Linked DNA regions of Muntiacus reevesi: region 1 is linked to region 2. Evidence: chromatin contacts called from public Hi-C data. All regions are on one chromosome and are shown on one strand. The core of a region is the stretch at or near the end of the contact, and the rest is flanking DNA. Distances in the headings are between cores, read along the strand shown. Region 1 holds the start of ZNF787 (zinc finger protein 787). Region 2 holds the start of EPN1 (epsin 1).

The links. A called contact is a pair of places that touch in the nucleus more often than the background predicts.
Region 1: a Hi-C map of blood shows a contact between it and region 2, with 4 times the contacts expected there. The contact joins the promoter of ZNF787 here to the promoter of EPN1 in region 2. A contact is called at or near these places in 2 of 3 Hi-C or Micro-C datasets (blood and muscle).

The regions. Positions count from the first base shown.
Region 1 is chr2:278,391,457-278,396,204 of mMunRee1.1, forward strand. ZNF787 (zinc finger protein 787) reads right to left here and starts at 1,897. Exons shown (of 3, transcript XM_065926923.1): 1 at 1,765-1,897. LOC136161832 (a long non-coding RNA gene) reads left to right here and starts at 1,973. Exons shown (of 2, transcript XR_010661778.1): 1 at 1,973-2,475; 2 at 2,882-3,230.
Region 2 is chr2:276,698,037-276,702,817 of mMunRee1.1, forward strand. It overlaps EPN1 (epsin 1), which reads right to left and starts at 2,432. Exons shown (of 10, transcript XM_065926749.1): 1 at 2,156-2,432. U2AF2 (U2 small nuclear RNA auxiliary factor 2) reads right to left here. Exons shown (of 12, transcript XM_065926750.1): 12 at 2,963-3,695. The coding sequence ends at 3,561.

The sequences.
Region 1 (4,748 bases), core at 647-3,146, 1.7 Mb after region 2:
CGGGTGGGGCTGGCAGCGGCCTCAATGGACGAGGCTCATCCAGGGATGGTGGACTGTGTTCTGGGTTGTAGGAGCCTGAAGAGGAACTGAGCCTGGGAAAGGGGAAGCGGCAGGTCCAAGGTCACAGGGAGGAAAGAGATGGAGCAATGGAATGCCGGGCCCGCTGGAGGCCTCTGCACCCGATTCACACCCACTTCTGAGAGCTGTGCACTGGCTCCAAAAGGAGAACGTCGGGAGCCTTCCTACCAAGGTCAACGCCATTAGTACGGCCCCTCTTTTTCACTAATAGAAACTGGGAAACTCCTTGTGCTCTGAGGCCACAAAGGTGAACGCAGAGCTGGGACCTGAACCCGGTCCGTCTGACTTGAGCCCGGGGCTAACCCCCAGCAGTGCTCCCAGCAGGGCTGAAATCCTTCCAGTTCTCTAGCTCCGCCTGCGGGGGTTAGAGTCTGAGACCTCCAGGAGGAAGGGGCTAAGAGAGACAACACAAGAAGGGATCGGATCTGAATGTTCTGGGGCTCTGGAGGGCCTGCCTGCAGACGCGGGGGGTGAATGCCAGCTGCACTGAGCCAAAGAGGCTTATGTTCTTAGGGAAGAGATAAGCCACAGTAACCGGGCTTCCCCAGGAACGAGGCAGACCCAACCCCCAGCTGGATCCTAACCCTGGATCCCCAAAGCAGGGCCGGGCACCAGGAACCATGCAGAGCACAGACCAAGTCAATCCCTTACTATAACGCCCCTCTGGACTGGGGCTGGGGTGCCCTCCCTGATCCCCTGGGTGAGGACAGGAATGCGGAGGTGAAGAGGCACATGGACCCGGTCCAGGTCTTCGGCGCACACAGCGAGCCTGCTTCATCTCCCTGTCCTCGTGCCAACCAATGGGCCCGCAAGAGCCTCTGTCCACACTCGCCGTGGCTCAATCTTCCGTCTGATCACGCCATCCTCGGCTGGCCTGTGCCCCAGGGGCACCCGTTTCCATGAACTGGGGTGGCCCCCTTTGTGTCCGGGCCGCGAGTTGCGGGCTCAGGGGCGCGGTGGGGCGCCCGGGAGGCCTCTGCGTGGCCATCGGGCCCGGCCGCCGGCCTCGCCCTGCCCCGCGGGCCACGCGGTGCCTGACCTTGGCCTAACATTTCCCCTCCAGCGCACGCGCTTCCTGCTCGCCGCCCGCGCCCGGGCGAATGAATGAGCCTCCCGCCGGCCGGAATGCCCGTAATTACCGGCCGGATCAAAGGCCGCACGCAGCCCGCCCGGGGCGGCAACGGGATCTGGCTCCTTTGAAAGAGGGGGGAAGGGGAGCGGGCAGGCCGGGGGCCACCACCGGTCCCCCGGGGGCCGCCGTTTCCGGTCAGGCCAGCTGGGCCCGCGCGCGCCGCCTCCCCCACCGGGGCCTCAACTTCTCCCGGGAGTCGCCACCACTTCCGGCCTCGAGCTGCCGGGAGGGTGAGGTGGGGGTGGGGGCTACACGGCGGCCCTACCGGCGAACCCGCGCCGCGCGCCCCGCCTCGGGCGCGCCCCCGGGCGTGGCGCGCGCTCTCAGCCCCGTCGCGCGCCCGCGGCCCCTCCCGGCGCCCGCGCCCCGCCCCGCGTCAGCGGCCGCGCGCCCACTCACGCCCCCCCCCCACGCGGCGCGCACGCGCACTCGCCCGCCCAGTCGCGCTCGCCGCCCGCCTCCCCGCCCGCCCCCCCGGCCGCAGCCCGGCGCCCTGAGGCGCGCGCCCACCCGGCCCCGGGCGCACGGCCCCCGGCCCCGCGCCCTCCCCTCACCTCCTCGGTCCCGGGGCCGCCGCGCCGCACTCCTCCTCCTCTCTCCTCCCTCGCGGATGGTGGCAGCGGCGGCAGCGGCGACTCAGACCCTGGGGTCAGGGGGACGGGCGCCCAGGCCGGAAGTGACCTTCCTGGCCGCTTCCGCCCGCGCCGCTCCCCCCCTCCCCTTCCCACCCCCCTTCCAGCCTCCACCCCGTCCTCGCCGCTCTAGGAAGGCGAGTCCAGCGACCCCCCCTAGCTGCCGCGGGGGCCCCCCCAGCTCTATGGTGCGGAGTAGGCGCCCCAGGGTGGCACTTCCGGACGCGTCTAGGACACGGGTCCTCCGGCCACGCTCTATGGCGCCGCGCGCCTAGGGGCTTCGGGCCCCGCCCCCTTCCAGGCCAGGAGGCGCGGGCTCGGCCCGTTAGGCGGAGACTTCCGGGTGCCCAGGGAGGTGCCCCGCGCCCCAGCGCCGGGCTCTCGCGCCTGCGCGGTCGGGCGGTAGGCGTCGAGGAGGGTGGCGGCCAGGGCCGCTCAGCTACCCCGGGTCCTCCGATCGTCTCTATCGTTGTAACCCCTTCCGTGCCGGCGCCGCCCGCGGCGGCCGCAGCCCGCGCGTCCGGAGGGCTCTCTCGTCTGCCACCCTGGTCTTTTCGTTACTGGGCCGATCGCTTCAGGCGCCGCCCGCAGAGCGACAATAACACGTTGTGCGCCTGCCTCCAGGGGCTTTAGGTACATTAAGTAGTTTGTGGATAATCCAGTCCCATTTTGCAGATAACGAGGAACAGAGAGGTCAAGGCACCTGGCCAAAGCCACACACCGAGGGTGCGGGTCCTGGGCTCGAACTCGTGGAGTCTGGCTCCCAATTCCTGCATTGGGCCGTGCCTGTGCAAACTGCCTCCTGTCACGGAAGGCTGATCATAGCGTCCGGGGATTCACCTCTTCCTCTCTGGAGAGGAGGGCGCTTTGTGAGCTTACCTGTTTCTGTTACTAAATACATGCTTTTTAAATTGCTGCTTACTCCACCGTGTCCTCGCGGGCTCAGTCCCTCTGATCCCTTTCTGGGCCTTCAGTTGGCTGGCTGTCACCTAAGCGACAGATGACTTATTGATGTTATTTATAGTTATTTTATTACCAGGTGGCGATAGTGGTAAAGAATCCACCCGCCGATGCAGGAGGTGTTACAGAGGAAGATTTGATCCCTGGGTCAGGAAGATGCCTGGAGAAGGAAATGGCAACCCACTGGTCTTGCCTGGGAAATCCCATGGACAGAGGAGCCTGGTGGGGAGGAGGAATGGGGAGTTCGTGTTTAATGGGGACAGAGTTTATTCGCAAGATGAAAGCAGCTCTGGAGATGGACGGTGGTGATGGTCGTACAACAGTGTGAATGTACTTAGTGATACTAAACTGTGTGCTTTAAAATGGTTTAGATGGTAAGCTTTATGTTATGTGTATTTACAATAATTAGAAGTTTAAAGAGAAACAAACTTGTGATTTACTGTTGCGTTGTATGGTGTTCTGGTCCCCAGAAAATTTCTGTGTTGAAACCTAGTCCCTGAGGTGATGCTCTGACTTCCTAGAGGAGGGCATGGGACCCCACTCCAGTATTCTTGCCTGGATAATGCCACAGACAGAGGAGCCTGACAGCTATAGTCCATGTGGTCGAAATGAGCTGGGCACAATAGCAATGACAACAGTGGCTTATGATGCTGGGCATATTTTTGTATGATTTTTACTATCTGTAAATGTTTTTTGGCTGGGTGTCTGTTCAGATCCTTATCCATTTTTGGTGGAGTTGTTTCAGAGGTCTTTCTGTATTTTGAGTCCAAATCCTTTATCAGGTACAAGTTTTACAAATATTTTCCTCTCGGTTTGTGGCTTGTCTTTTTATTTTTCTGGATAAGGTGTTTCAGAGTAGAAATCTTTAACACTATAAAGTCCACAATGCTACCTTTTTCTTCTGTGGACTAGCTTTTTGTGTTGTGTGTTAAAACTCGAAGTCCATGATCTACAGACCAAACCCAAGATCATGTAGATTTTCTATGTTTTTGTCTATTATTTTGATAGTTTCACATTTTAAATGTCTGTTAATAAATTTGAATGAATTTGGTGTCAAAAAAGAGAGACCCCCGAGTTTCCAATGCATGGGGCGCCAGTTTGATCCCTGGTCGGGAAACTAAGATACCACATGCCATGCAGTGCGACCAAATAAATATGTAAATAAGTAAACAAAATTTAAAAAGGAGACCCAGAGAGCTCCCTGGCCCCTTACACCATGTGAGGACACAGCGAGAAAGCGGCCGTCTGCTGCCCTGAAGAGGGTGTTCACCAGAACACCACCTTGCCAGCACCTTACTCTTGGACTTCCTGATGCCACTTGTTCAGCTGCTGAGTTATGTCCGACTCTTTCCAACCCCGTGGACTGCATGCAGCACACCAGGCCTCCCTGTCCGTCACCATCTCCCGGAGTTTACCCAAATTCATGTCCCTTGAGTTGGTGATGCCATCCAACCATCTCACCCTCTGTCGTCCCTTCTCCTCCTGCCCTCAATCCCTCCCAGCATCAGGGTCTCTTCCAGCGAGTCATCTCTTCGCATCAGGTGGCCAAAATACTGGAGCTTCAGCTTCCGCATCCATCCTTCCAGAGGGGACACTGTGGGTGCTCCGATAACATCTGTCCACCCTCTGCTTCTCTGACGTTTGAGTGCGTCCCAGGTGCTGAGGGCCACAGAGGACGGAGGGGGCGGTTCACTCCCAGCTGTCCTGTCCCCCTGCGTCCAGTCTCGCCTGCTTTCAGGCTCAGAGAGAGCTTTCATACACACCCAGATATGACTGACTGTCACCCTGCTATGACTGGCTAACAGCCTGACCTGACTGTCGCTCTGATACAACTGTGTCTATCACCCTGACGTGACTGTCAACCTGATATGACTGTGTCTGTCACCCTGATATGACTGTCTGTCACCCTGATATGACTATCCGTCGCTCTAATATGACTGTTCCCC
Region 2 (4,781 bases), core at 1,182-3,681:
GTCACCGTGGGTGGGTCCCGAGACAGCCACCCCGCTCTTCCTCCTGTCCTCCGCTGGGCTCCGCAGGACTCTCCAGCCTGACCCACCCCCACACCAGGGTTTGTCCTCGTGATTTCCTAAGCGTGTCTGACTTGGGCTGAGGCCACCCCCGGAGCCCATGGGGGCAGCAACCACGTAGCAGACAGACGAGGCTTTTCCCAGCAGAAGAGCTGGCCCGGAAGAGCCACTCAGTAAACGGAGCAGGAAGGAAGGGGGGGGGGGGGGCGGGCAGAAGAGACCTCCAGAGCAGGTGGGGGCAGAAATGAGGGCACACAGGGAGGAGGCCGAGGAAGGGAGATGGCCAGGAGGGGGTCCGCCGGGGAGGGGGACGTGGCGTCCCGAGGTGGGGGGGGGAATAAAGAAGAGTGCAGCCCCCTGGCTGGGCCCCTGCGGTGTGCCAGGCACTCGGGGAGCACGGGACACGTGTGATCTCATTTAACACAGACGCCAGGTTCTAACAGGAGAAGATGGGTCACAGAGCTAAAGCGCCCAGCCAAGGTCACGCACTAGGCAGGCGGCGCAGACTCCGTCCCAGGCCACCGCAGGCTCCAAAACAGGTCCTTTTAACTTAACCTGTGCTGAGGGGAAGGCGACGAAGAAGAAACAAAAGGGGGATGGAGATCCTCGAAGCCCTCTGCAGCCCGCGCCCAGGGCCACGCCTGTGCCTCTGCTCCGCTGCACAGGCCGTGCGGGACTCGCCAACGCCACAGGGAGGAAGCCAGGCCCAGGCCCCCCCGGGGCAGCCGGGTCCCAGAGCAGGCTCTGACCATCGCCCACAACCTCTCCTGTGGAGACCTCCTATCACCTGAGTCCCTGCCCAGAGCGCAGGGGAGCCAGGCACTCGGAGACGGCTGTGAATGGTTGAAGAGAGAAGGCCAGGGATAGAGACAGGCCCAGCCGGACACACAGAGCAGGAGCCCCTGAGAGGAGGGAAGAAGAGAGAAGAGAAGGAGGCACAGAGAAACCTGGGCAGAGACAGGGACAGATAAAGAAGCGAGACAAGAGTGAGGCAGGGAGGCAAGGAGAGAAGGCAGAGGCCCAGAAACGAACAGAGGCTCAGCTGGGACTGAGAAATCAGACAAGGAAAAGGGGAAAGAACAACGAAACCTGGGTCCAAATTCTCGCCTCCCTGGGATTCAGTTTGCTCAACTCTGAAATAAAGAAAAGGATTTCCAACTGCCGAGTTTGTTGATTAAATACAATGGGAACATAAAGTACTCGACTCCGCGACCCACAGATAGTAGGAGCTCAATAACACTGGCTGATTTTCATTATCAGAAAAAAAACATTTTCGAAAGACGACATGCTATCTTAACACAGTGTGTTTATACTAAAGGGCGTTAGAAGAAATACTCAACACAGCAAAACTAAGACTTCATGGGTACTGCTAAGAAGGAGACTAGGTTTTTCACAATTGGCTGACCCAAACAAAATTGCTAAATCAAATAAAAGACAAATGATACGGCAAAATTCTCCAAGAGTTACTCAGATATCAAACGATATCAAACCTTAACCGTGTGGAACAGAAAATGTACAAGTAATAATGGGAACCAGAGCTCCCAGCAGCTAAGGACAAGCTAGTGACAAGGGGCAGCATCACCTCCGTTATTAGGCACGGCTGCCCTACTATTTTAAAGACTAGGGAACTGTCTGGTCAGCTTATAAATACTACAGGCTGCACAAAGTGGGCCTCTGACTGCAGAGTCGGGCTCTTCACGCCTCACTCATGAACCTGGGAGGAAGGCCAGATCCCAGACCAAGCGACAGACCCGCCGAGAGGGACTCGGGGCCGGAGGAGACGAGCACCGCGACAAACATGACGGGAGGACGGCGGCGAGAGAGGCACAGACCGGAGACACCGGCATTAGTCCTGACCCTCCGACGCCGAGACGTGACAGAAAAACACAAGACCGGGACAGACACACGGGGACGAGCGCTCTGTGGAAACGCCGAGACACACACGGACACAAGCACCGGCGAGGCCCAGGCGGGGCCCGCGGGAGGCAGACGCGGAGAGACGGAGAGCCGCGGGCGGTCCAGGCCGGGCGGGCGCAGACACGCGAAGGCCGCCGAGCTGCCTGAGCGCGCCCGCCCCCCGCGCCCCCCGCGCGCTCACCTCGGTCCGCTCACGCCGCGCTCCGGGGGCTCATGGCGGGCAGCCCCCTGCCCCCGCTCGGCCTCGGTGTCACGGGGCGCGCTCCGGGCCTCGGGCGGCGGACGCGGAGCCGCGCTCGGACGCACGCGCGGACGCACGGAGGGCCGCACGTCGACGGCCCCGCCGCCCCGCCGCCCGGGAGGGGCGCGGAGAGCCGGGCGGGGGAGGGGAGCCGCCGAGCGGACGGGAAGCAACCGAAGAAGGCGACGGACCGGAAGCGGAAGTGACCCCGCGACCCACCCGGCCGTCCTGCCTGTGGCGAGTCTGCGCAATCTCCACTTCCTAGCCCCCGCCCTCCCACCTCTCGTCATTTCCGGCGCGCGGGCGCCGTAGCCGGGAACCTTTTGCCTCATTTCCGCCGCCGCCGGCAGCCAACACAGGGGCGGGGCGCAGGGAGAGTCTGGTCGGGAACGCGTCAACGTCTCCAGACCACCCCCGCGCGCAAGCTCCGGGCCCTCGGGCCACGCGCCACCGCCGGCGGTGCCTTGGGCGACCTGAGTTCTTGAGCCCACCAAGCCAGCCGGCTGCCCGCCCACCGTCCTCCCCGCTGTCTGCTGGGCCCGTTCACTGCCCCCTGCTCCCTTGGGCCACGCCCCGGCCCGTCCCAGCGCGGCCGGCCACGCAGGCGTGTCACTTCGCCAAGGGCAGGGGCACCCACGTCGGGACGACAGCTGGGCCTCCCAGAGCCAGGCCTCAGCCTGGGGCCTAGGGAACCCCAGAGACCTGGAGAGCGGAGGGTTCACACACACGGGACACGGAGCAGCTCCATAAAGTAAAATACAACAAAATGTTTAATGAGCAAATTCGTCTTAGCAAATATGAAACTGCCACAGAGAAGAGGAGAGGGACAGGGGCCATGGGGTGGGGGCAGGTCCAGGAGACTAGAGAGAATCAACTACGTAAGAAACCGGGACACCGGGGTGAGGACCAGAGGCCAGGAGGACGGGAGCTGTGGTCCTGAGAGGGAAGGGGCAAGGTACCGGACCGGACAACAAAATTGAAAAGAGTTTGGCCATAAAATATAAACACGCTATGTTTCTACGGTGGGGAAGGGTTAAGAGAAAGGGGGTATCCGGGAGAAGACTGCTTCAGGGAGGGGCTGTGGGGGTCCGACCCCGCCCTGCTGTCGCCCGCTCCCCGCCCTTCCCTCTGTGTCTGTGGGTGCGTGTGTCTGTGTGGGTCTGTGTGCGCACTTCCCCAGTCCCCGCCCCGCCCCAACCCCAGCCCGCCCCCACCCTTAATTGCTGCCATTCCAGTTGCTGCCGGCTGTCATTCCTCTGCCCATCGTCTTCAGAGGGGGAAAATGGGGGGAGCAGGAGGGGGAGAAGCCCCCAGCCAGCTCCGCCCCTGCCCTCCCCCGCCGCCTCTACCAGAAGTCCCGGCGGTGGTAAGAGTCGGGGTCACAGTATTTAGTGACGACCACTCTGTTGGCGAACTTGCGACCCGTCAGGCCCTGCATGGCTTTCTGGCAGTCAAACACAGAGGTGAACTCCACGAAGATCTGTAGGAACAAGAGGAAGCTTGTGAAGACCCAGGCCTCTTAGCTCCCTCTCAGCAACCAGCAGCACCTACCCAAACCCAGAACTTCGCGGGAGGAAGAGGACTGGAAAGCAGCCTCACCGCAGGTGTAGGGACATTCACCCAACACCCTCCAGCGCCCCAGGATCAAAGACAGACAAAACACAGGGGCGTGGAGAGCAGAGGCAGGCTCGAGCCAAGAGTCCAAAGGGCAGGGCACGGGGCAGGCTCAAGGAGAGCAGTCTATCTGCACTGGGCACCCGTGGGTGCTCCCCAGTCCCCAGGGGCCATGGTGTCTCCCCAGACAAGGGATGAAATAAGGAAGGCTCAGCAATTGGCATTCACACCCAGGCTGATTCCAAAGAAAAAACCTGAACTTGATCTAGTCAAGATTGTCATCTTGCTTCAATCAGCAGCTGACAGAAGTGGAGGGAAGGGTGGACACAACCAGTCTAATTCGAAACAAGGGGGAAAGGAGAATTCTAGAAAAGAAGCCATGCTTCGACAAGCAAAAATGGCTTGCCGAAAAAAAAGTCTGGATCCAACCTGCAGGGTTCTTACTTTGATCAAAACAACTGTAAAAAGACATCTTTGAGACAATAAGGGAACTCAAATATGCCTTTGTAGAGAAATACGAACGGTTATCACATGGGTTTTTTAAAATAAAAATGTTTTAATCCTGTTTATAGCAGTTCTCAGCCAAGGTGGATGTGTCCCCAGGGTGCACAGTCAGGCCGGGTGCGGGACACGACCGTCTCCTAGCATGTGGAGCGGGATGGGCCCAGGTGGCAGCACAGACCCCAGACCTGAGACAGCAGCGGCTCAGGCAGAGAGCAAGTGCTCAAGTGACACGAGACATGCTTTGTTTCAGCAAAGACACAGAGGAGCTGGGAAGCTGAAGGTGGAAATTAAGACTGTCAGGACCCTGGCATCCTGACGCTGGCCGATGGGGCGCTCTGACTCGACTTAAGTAGTATTCCGTACATTCACTATCACCCTGACCATTTCTCTACTCCTACGTATGTTTGAAAAGAATGACAATAAAGTTTAGACACAAATCTGACAGGCG